3 separate regions of the Rattus norvegicus genome follow, and all the other regions are linked to region 2. Evidence: chromatin contacts called from public Hi-C data. All regions are on one chromosome and are shown on one strand. Each heading gives the region's core, a stretch centred on a gene start, on an enhancer-like site or on the middle of the called end of the contact. The rest is flanking DNA. Distances are from core to core; before and after follow the strand shown.

Region 1 (3,263 bases), core at 375-2,874, 280 kb after region 2:
GGTATTTCCACATGCAATATGAGATTGAAATACTACATAAATGCTGACTCTACTTTCTCTGTACCCCAGGACTTAATGTCAAGCCAATCACCCACAAACTTACCATTTTCAAAGATTGTTTTATCTTGTTTTATCTTAACTCTAGACACCTTACGCCAATGTTAATCACAAACTAATTTTAATTATGTTTGAACTTCACATCTTTTTCAGAGTAAGTTCCCAGTGACGACGGGCAATCCCATCTATACAATATGGTATATAATTTGGCATGACTTTACCTTTTTACCTAAGATCTATACACTGCCTGCCTGTTCATTACACCGTATTTTAGTTACTTTGCTAGCTGCTCCATAAGCAACCTTCAGGTAACCACACTTCCTTTTGCCCAGCTCCTCTGTGATCTATATGATTAAAACACTTTATGTATACTCTTAAACTAAGAACATATTATTATAGTTTGACTCTCAGTTCTTCAGACCAACAGTCTGATTATTCACATTAAAATTTCCAATTCCGTAACTTTATGCCCTAAGTACACTTGAACATATGCTACGTAATACTCGAAATAGTCAGCTATGTACAATACACAAAATCTACATTAACGTTTGCTATATTTTGGGTACAAGCTTTAACAAAACGGTTACGAAAACAATTATCTGAGGAAAAATTAAAATGGAAATGAAGAAAAAAAAAAAACTCCCACAAAAAGTTGGGAACACAAGGAAGGATAAACTGTCCTATTGGTTGTTCTAGTACGGAAGGAAATAAAAGTCAGAGAGAAATCCTGAGGTAAGCATGTGGCCTCTGAGCAGGAGCACTACCTCAAGAAAACTCAACTTCTCAGGAAGTCAAAAAGGAGGGAGCAAAAGAACTGCGGTAAGTAGCGCGCAGGCCCGCGTAGACGGTTATCTGTGGAGGTCCGGAAGAGGTGCCCACAAACGAAAGGTGTAAGTTGTGCCTTGGGAAACTAGGATCTCGAGTTTCGGGGCGGCTGGAGCCTCAGACACCACCCTGGGAAACACACTAGACCGGCTGCTCCGCAGGACCGACGGCCTGAGCGATGCACCTGACCACACTGGAGACAGGGAGGCTCCGCAGGGAAGGGGCAGTGGAAAGGACAAGATAAGCGCGTAGGAGATGATGAGGGAGGGAGACAGGGAAGGAAGACGCTCGAGTCAATTCAAGTATCCGAGTCCCAAGTCCGGAGAATACAGCAGTGCACAGGGCAGAGGGGCTCCTTGCCCTCGTGGTGTGGCTCCCAAGATCACTGCGGAGACGCGGCTGCCCCGGGCCGAGGACGCGGCCGAAGCCCTACTTTCCACACACGCCGACTCCAGTCCCTGAAGTCACTTCTCCGACGCCGGACGTCGGTGGCGGCAGGTGACCACCTGTCCCAACGTGGGCCTCCTCCCGGAACCCCCGGCCCAGGACGGTCCCCCTGGTGCTCACCGAATCCTTTAATGAGCTCGGTGAAGACCCCGGGGTCGCTTTCCATGAGACACCACTCCCCGGCATTGCTCGACATGGCCCCGACCACACACCGCCCCGCTCCACCTCGCGCTCTCCGAAGCCCGCAGCTCAAGCTGCCACCGGCCGCAGACCTCAGCAAAACCCGCCGCGGAGCGTCAACCCCACGTCACCCCGCCTACTTCCCGACAGCCTCCGGGCGCCGTCACCTGCCGCGCGACGGAGCACTGAAGGACGCTCTAGCCACCCAGGAGACGTCGAAACTCCTCTTCAGCCTGTCAGGATCCGCAGCGCCCTCCGCCGGGCCGGAGAAGGGGCGGGGCCTCGGAGTGCCGGAGGGAGGCACATCCGGGACCCTTGGCACCCGGGAGCTGGGGCGGAGCGCTGGAAGGGGCGGGGCTCGGGGCGGGGCGGGGCTCGCTCCGACCCGAACCTGGAGCTGTCCTCTCCGTTTCGGGCCGCCGCCTATTCCCGGTGCTACGCAGGGTTTCTAGGCGCCGCGGGTCCTGAGCATCGCCTACCAGGCACAGGTGGGTCACTGCAGGCCTGCTGCGGGGCGGGGAACCGGCTTTTGTGCAGTCCCAGCGATTCTGGGCATTCGAGGTCTGGCGGGTGCGCACTCTCCCACCGGCATCCCAGCGTCAGAGGCCGGGCAAAGCCTTCGCCGCCTCTTTGCTCCCGCGCCCGCCGAGGAGCAGGACCGATTTCGCATCCAAACATTTCGAACCTGGCCTAGTTGCTCGGGAGGGTGGAGTCTTGGGGAACTCAGGTCAACTCTGTCGCTTGCTGAGCTCGGGCGTGCCAAGGCCCCTTTTCACTCTTTCTCTCCCTCCTCCGGCGGCTTTGGCATAGAGGCGTTGTCTCGGAGACGGGTTTGGGAAGAAGCTTTGTGGGATGGCCGAAAGCGAAATTATCTTAAAGAAATAATAAACAAGAAGGGGAGAAAGATTTCTCGTAAAAGCCCAAGGGATGAGAGACTCATGTTTCGGGATGCAGTGCCTTCCAGAGAAATGCGCACCATCCCCCGCCACCCCACCCCACCCCCGCCCTCTTGATAGTGCATTACTTTAAAAACAAGTGAAATGGTTCTGATGAATTAAAACAAAAAAATTAGCTATTTGCAATTGATACTTATCATTCTTTGGAGGTGGTTTTATTCATCATTTCTTAAAAGTATGTTCCAAGGAAGTCGTTTGGCTTCCACAGAGAAAATTACTGCTCAGGGCATCGTACCATGGTGACATCTTGCTACAGTAATTTTCATTGCAGTTCCTCAATACTTTTCATTACATCGCACTACTGCAGTTATTTTCATTAGCTTTGTGTATGGTATATCCATTTGAACCTGTGGTTCTGGTTTTTGTAAAGTAGTAGAACTTTTTAACTGTAAATAAGCCTTGGCTTCCGTTTATAAAGATTTGCTTGACTTCTCAGAGTAAAAAAAGTTAGCCTTTCCAAATGACATGGTTCAGAAATATTGGCTTAATATTTGTGTAAAATGAAGGCAAATACAGGAATCTTTCTATTAGTAGTGTAAATTGTAGTCTGGTAGAATTTGAAGCAGAAGTGTTATTACACCAGTGTTTTACTACCTTTTTTACATTCTACATTAAGAGAGTGGACAGCATATACAACAACACATCACTGGCTGACCTTACACCTAAGAACAAGTAGAAAATGCTCAAAATATTGTCATGGTTTTAACAGTTAAGGTCTCCCAAAGTTTTAACTTATGGAGATTGTAGGAAAACTTCAAATGGTATAAATTCATGAAACCGTTATGTTTAAAGAGGTCA
Region 2 (3,224 bases), core at 394-2,893:
CATAAATGTTGATGATTTTAATGCCCAGGTTTGTTAAGTGAAAAATATATTCCTGGTTTGTATTATTGGAAAAAATCAAATATGCCCACACATTACACATATTTTTAAACAGCAACACTGTTTCCATTTTGCATGCTTAATAAATATGTATTAAATCGTCAGACATTGAAACAAATGTAGGAACAGTGCAGTTCTGTTGGGCTTATTAAAAATCCCATCTTAGCCATTCATAAGCGTGCTTTCAAGTATTTGTTACTAAAATCAAAATGATATTCCTTCTATAATAAAGGCTGTAGCAATTTTCTTCATTAGCGACTGCAGACTTTAGTTTCTGACTCAAACCTGGAGCTCAACCATGCACAGCTTGTAACAATGTGTTGCTTGGATCCCAGTTTGAGGGTCTTCATTTTCCTTTTAGTGGGTCTAGTATGAAACAGAATAACTGGAGCCTAAGCTGTACCTTTTTGTTAGTCTATCTGTTGAGACTTTATGGGAAAACCACTTAGGTATTGCACCGCATCATTCTGGTAACATAGGAAGCTGAATCAGTTTGTAGTTGAAGTCACGTATTGGTTCTTACAAATCAGGGCATATTAAACCCTGCAGGAGCAAAGACCTGATTCTGAGGATATCGCAAATGAAGCTTGTCCAAACAGATTACACCTACGGGCTCTCACATCTAGCTCTAGCCCCCAACCTTAATTTAAGCAATTGAACATCTGGTAAATCCTAAGCCTGTTCAACTGAGAATGACTCATGAGGAAATCCTGATTCCTTACACCCTGAAACTACAAATGATCCGGGTGCAGCCGAACTGGGAATCTTGGGTTTCCCTTTGTATTTCTCACTTATCACTCAGATCTATGCTATGCCCGGAGGGAGATGCCCATCAGGGAGATGCCCATCGGGTCTCCTGGGGAACGACCTTGCAACGTCACAGCCTGCTGCAACCATGCATTTAAAGATCAAGACTGCAGAACCATTTAAAACACCAGGTTTTAAGAAACACTTTCTCCTGCTTCCTCCCTGAGCAGCCTGTATTCCCTTAAGGAAATCCAAGGTGCCTCAGAGAGCTACAGAGTCACAGCACCTAGTTCAGTAGCCTGTGTTTCAGGGTTCTCTTGTTGTTGATTTCCTTCTCCAAAACAGGTGGAGTGGCCGAGTGCAGTCAGCAGGACTCTCCCCATCCCGGCTTCAGTTTATAGGTGTCCGGATGAACAAAAGACAAGTTGCAAAGGTGGGGGGCACACACCACAAACCACACGCGCGCGCGCGCGCACACACACACACTACGGTCTTCACTCAAGAAAAAGCCACAAATTCAGGACCCTTCACGGCTGTGGCCGCCTGAGCTGCCTAACAGCGATCGCTCTCTGTCCCCGCCCGCCACCTCCCACCCTGTGTGCGCACGAGGATGCGGCGCCTACGTCAACAGCGCCCTCACTTCCAGACCCTTCGGCGGCTGCCGTGACTGCCGCAGGCCCGCGTGACCCCGCCCTCGTGCCGTCTGCAGTGGGCCAATCCGCGCCCTCTAGAGGTGTGGCCGACGCCTCCAAGTCCCGCCCCTGCGCCGCCGCCCGCCTTAAAAGCTCGCGCCGCGCTCCGGGCGGCAAACAGCTGCGGTGGCCGCGGGTGTCTGAGAATGCAAAGTGCCATGTTCCTGGCTGTCCAGCACGACTGCGTACCCATGGACAAGAGCGCAGGCAACGGCCCCAAGGTCGAGGAGAAGCGGGAGAAAATGAAGCGGACACTGTGAGTATGCCCTCTCTTCCTAAGAGTTCCTACCCTGCCTGGCTTTGCTGCTAGGGACCGACCTTCTCTCGATCTCGGCTAGGAATACTCTAGACTGCGCCTCTGCAAAGAAAGTGTGGGAGAGTTGGGGGCTTGTGGGGGAGAGAAAAAGTTAGCTTGCTAGATCTGGTGGTATGTGCTTTTTCTATGTGAGCTCAGAGAGTTTAAGAACTGTAGGAAATGGTCGAAGAAGGTGGCGGTAGATGGGCTGAGAAGGCGCTGGTTGGCTTTTTTTTTTTTTTTTTTTTTTTTTGTTCTGCATTTAATGTAGCATCAGACTCCTGCAGCGGAATGAAGTCCACCGGCGCCTAGTCGTTGCATTGTTAGTTCTGAGCTGCTTGCATAGCTGCTGGGTGGGGATGTTTGAATTGATTCTCAATGTATGCGATCCGTTTTTAAATCATAAAGTAGGTCTCACCCAGTCACGACTATGGAATGAGTAATTCGCTCTGCAGTATCTGCTGCAGAGAAGCACTGTGGGCGGCCTGAGAAGGGAGCTAGGGAATCCAACACACACACACACACACACACACACCTATGCATTGTCTCTGGCATAGTCCAGACCCTCCAACACACACACACACACACACACACACACACACACACACACACACACACACCCCTATGCATTGTCTCTGGCATAGTCCAGACCCTCCTGCCTCCGGTGCAGAAAGGGAAAAAACAGCAGCTGTTCTCAATCACAAAATGTCAGCAAGTTGTAGTCAACCACACAGAAAAACCTCTATCTGTTTATTAGGTCAGAAATAGCTGGTGAAAATGTAAACTGCCTTAGGTCTTACCTAGTTCTATCCTGCTTGTGAAGCTCATTATAGTCAGACTAATGGAGAAAAGCCAGGAGGTGCTGGGTTTAAATGCTAAGGGAATGAGACTCATTGTCTGCTTTGTCTGTAGCTACTGCAACTGATGATAATTTTACCATTCAAGAATTGCTACTTGAAGTATATTTTCTTTCTTTCTTTTTTCTTCCAGCTTAAAAGATTGGAAGACCCGTTTGAGCTATTTCTTGCAAAACTCCTCTACTCCTGGGAAGCCCAAAACTGGCAAGAAAAGCAAACAGCAAACTTTTATCAAGTGAGTTTCAAATCCTGTAGTTACAGAGATGAGTATCTGGTCAAACCAGTGGACAGGAAAGGGGAGCTGTCATGTGTGGTGAAGCTCATGTGTGGAACTTCTCTTGCAGGCCTTCTCCTGAGGAAGCGCTGCTCTGGGCAGAAGCATTTGATGAACTGCTGGCCAGCAAATGTAAGTTAACCTCTTGAATGTGATCTCTTGCCGGTATCTCAAAAGCCTAGAAATGTTCCCTTCGCACCACAAAATGAGCAGTTTGCAAGAAATGCATTAGACATTACCACCACCGACAGTACAAAGCCTGTTTCTCTTTCCCTTATATCACTAAGTTTAATCATAGGGAA
Region 3 (3,251 bases), core at 58-2,557, 350 kb after region 2:
ACCAAGATGTACTACATGTCATACAGTCGTTTCATTTCCTAGGAGGTAGGCAAGCAAATAAAGGGGACAAGGAAATACTGGGTACTGTGATATATAGGTATAAGTCCAGATGTGAAAGGGACAGTCGAGCAAAGTCAGTTCTTTATAAGCCGCATTTGCCGTGAGGTTCAGAGACACATTGAAGGGAGAAAACCGTTTGTGAGGCAGACATTCTTTTAACCTCATACATCCATACCCGGAGAACTCTTTGCCACACATAACAAAAGTTCATGCCCCCCCCCCCAAAACCCAATAGATCAAAGTATTTGGTTTTATAAGTAACAAAGTGTGCCTCCTTCTCACCAAGAGTGAAAAAGAAATATTAGGCTTGAAGTGTATGTTTAAGTTACACAGGCCATGTAAAGTATCAGAATTCTAGGTTCCCCTAACATAAAGTCACCGGTAAACCTTTTGAGGTTTGATGTTTAGTATTTCTTCCACTCACAACCTGGAATCATTTGAGGCTTTTTTTGGGGCGGGGGGCGGTTACCCGGGAGAAGCTGCCGTTGCCGGGATGGAAAAAAGTTGTTTCCAAGGAAAGAGGCGGCGTGGGGGAGGGGGTGGTCAACAATGAATTGTATTTCGTCGACGCGTTAGGATGCTTTCAACTTATTCTCATATTAATTTTACTCCGTTCACCAATCAATCGATGTTAGGAGACCAGCGACTAACAAACGGTTCCAGAATTGTTCTTCACCTAACTCTTCTTTTCCTCTTTGCAAATCTACTCCTAATGAAAACCTAGCCTTAACTTGAAAACGTCCACATTCCAAAGTTCAAGCTTTCCCTAGTAGCTTATCCTGCCCACGGGGACCTATTTCGCTGAGTGCGGCTCAGATGAAGGCAGAAAGAGGGGGAAGCCTTCAACACAGGGAAGCGAAGCCTGGCGCAGGGAAAGTAAATCACCCAGTGCGCGCTCTGGGATCGAAAGTGCGGAAGCGCCCAGCAGGTGCGCGCGCACCTGTCGCTCGCCTCGGAACCCGCGCCGGGCGCGATTCCGCTAAGGCTCAGCACCCCGGGAGCGCCCAGGCTGGCTCCCGGTTTCCCAGAGTCGGCGGCGTGCCCCGCGGGCGTCTGGGAGGCGCGTCTGCTCGGGCGGCCGCGGCGCCCCCTGGCGGCGGCCCGCGGCCCTGGCGGAGCGTGGGTCAGTCAGGCGTTCTCCGCGGGCAGCCCGCGGCGGGGCCTTGCCTTATATAGCGCGGGGTCCTTGGCGGCCTGGGTGGCTTCTGCCCGTGCTGCTGTCGTAGACGCGGACGGCTGTTAGTGTGGTGGCTGTTGGTTCGCGGCGGCGGCGGCGGGGGAAGAGGGCGAGGCGACGGGGAAAGGAGGCGGCGGGCGCGGCGGCGACGGCGGTGCCCGGGGCCCGCGGCGGCGGCGGCTGTAGCAGCGAGGGGGGCGAAGATGGCGGACGTGCTCAGCGTCCTGCGACAGTACAACATCCAGAAGAAGGAGATTGTGGTCAAGGGGGATGAAGTGATCTTCGGGGAGTTCTCCTGGCCCAAGAATGTGAAGACCAACTATGTAGTTTGGGGGTAAGTGCGGCATGGCTTTGGCCTAGTGGTGGCCGGGCAGCGTCGGGCGCCCCCGGGCGACCTCTTCCCTTAAGCCCTCCTCCTCCGGAGTCCCTCGGGGATGAGAGGAAAATATGGGTGCTCTGGGAAAAAGTTATTCTCTGGAGCAGAAGTTGTACTTTTAGGGTGAGGAGGGAAGAAGTGGAGCGGATTCTAGAGCGGTCAAGTCTTTTCTGTGTTGGAGAAGCCAAGGGGAAAGGTACCATGGGAGTTTCCGACTTGCCAGTCGGTGTTCAGTATGTACAGGTTGTCCGCGCTGTGTAGGGCTGCTGCACGTCTACCTGAACGGAGGTATAGAAGCAGACATCGATCCCAGCATCTGGCGTCCACCGAGTCGCTTTTTGTTCTTAGTTGTTTTTTGTAATCTCCCAGAGGCTGCCATGTGTTGCAACTGTCTCCTCTGGCTCTTCGAGCGTCCCGGTAATTTTCTTTTCTTTTTTTCATAATAGGGGAGGCTGATATTAAAAAAGAGGGAATAGACAAGTACTCCTTACAGTTTAGGAAAGATGGGAGAGTTTGGAAGTCTGCAAACATCAGTATTGGAGAGGAAAGCAAGACTTTGTTGGGGAGAAAGTTATTGGTGAAATGCAGTGAGTTTTACATACGGGTCTGAGAAATTGATCCTATGTGCTTTTCAAAAAGCGCTTTCAAAGAAAAACGAAGCGTTTGGGAAGGTTGATTCGTGGATGCCATGAACTTAAGTCGTTGAGGAAATCACAGAGTATCAAGTTAATAATCAAAGATAATCCTTTGGGTCCCCTTTAATCATGATACTGCCATTGATGCTTCTCTTTGATAATTAGAATCATGAGTCAGACTTTTGGTACTCATGACTTTATGAATGATCAATTAAAAACGAGAAAATGTTAAGATTTCTTTGGACTTACTGAGTTCCTTTTTGAAATGTTGATTAAGTGACATTTTGAGTTTCCCATGTTTTACTGTTTCAGATACGTTACACAGAATTATTTTATTGGGTTTTAATGAATATTTTTTCTTTAAAAACCCGTGGGATAAAAGAAGTTTAACTTGGAAAAAAAAAAGTTCCTTCCTTAAGCTATTTTGACTAGAAAAAGTGGAACAGATTAAGTTGATCTGAAATGTTTCCTAGCTGATAGGAAGAGAACAGTTGTTTACTTGTGGGTGGGGCGGTATTTAGAAAAGTGTGTTTTGTCCATTCTACAAAGCCTGGAATAAATGAATGAACAGATGAGTAAACTTTAAAGAACAGCTAAGAATTTGAGTGAGATAGTGGGATAGCCTTCCAGTGCTGGGGACTATAGACTTGAGACTTAAGACATGAGACTTGGGAAGGACATGCTTTGACAAGAGTGTACAGAGGAGTGAAAAGTAAAACTTAGAAGGAATTTAAAACTTTCAACATCAAATCTTCAACAGAAGTTATATCTCTACATGAATTCACATCTCACTGTGTGTATCTCTAAAAGACTAGTTAGTACCCTTAATGCATTCAGCGCTTTCTGCTATTTTATGATAATTACTTTGTATATTAATTAACAATGAATGATTTGACATATCACTTCAGAGCAGTGGTTCTCAACCTGTGGGTTGGAAGTGTGGGAAGACCCTCACAGGGGTCTCCTACGGCCATCAGAAAACATAGGTACATTTATAACAGTA

Evidence for each region. A called contact is a pair of places that touch in the nucleus more often than the background predicts.
Region 1: a contact with region 2 is called in a Hi-C map of liver, with 4 times the contacts expected there. The contact joins the promoter of Uchl5 here to the promoter of Rgs2 in region 2. A contact is called at or near these places in 3 of 12 Hi-C or Micro-C datasets (frontal cortex, liver and mammary epithelial cells).
Region 3: a contact with region 2 is called in a Hi-C map of liver, with 4 times the contacts expected there. The contact joins the promoter of Cdc73 here to the promoter of Rgs2 in region 2. A contact is called at or near these places in 2 of 12 Hi-C or Micro-C datasets (liver and psoas muscle).

The regions. Positions count from the first base shown.
Region 1 is chr13:58,069,437-58,072,699 of GRCr8, reverse strand. It overlaps Uchl5 (ubiquitin C-terminal hydrolase L5), which reads right to left and starts at 1,624. Exons shown (of 11, transcript NM_001393849.1): 1 at 1,450-1,624. The coding sequence starts at 1,525. Ro60 (Ro60, Y RNA binding protein) reads left to right here and starts at 1,872. Exons shown (of 9, transcript NM_001107183.1): 1 at 1,872-1,997. Scarna18b (small Cajal body-specific RNA 18B) reads right to left here and starts at 17; the gene lies at 1-17.
Region 2 is chr13:58,351,085-58,354,308 of GRCr8, reverse strand. It overlaps Rgs2 (regulator of G-protein signaling 2), which reads left to right and starts at 1,643. Exons shown (of 5, transcript NM_053453.2): 1 at 1,643-1,752; 2 at 2,782-2,883; 3 at 2,993-3,054. The coding sequence starts at 1,643.
Region 3 is chr13:57,998,034-58,001,284 of GRCr8, reverse strand. Cdc73 (cell division cycle 73) reads left to right here and starts at 1,307. Exons shown (of 17, transcript NM_001024769.1): 1 at 1,307-1,571. The coding sequence starts at 1,441. The region is part of intron 1 of LOC108352545 (a long non-coding RNA gene); the gene reads right to left.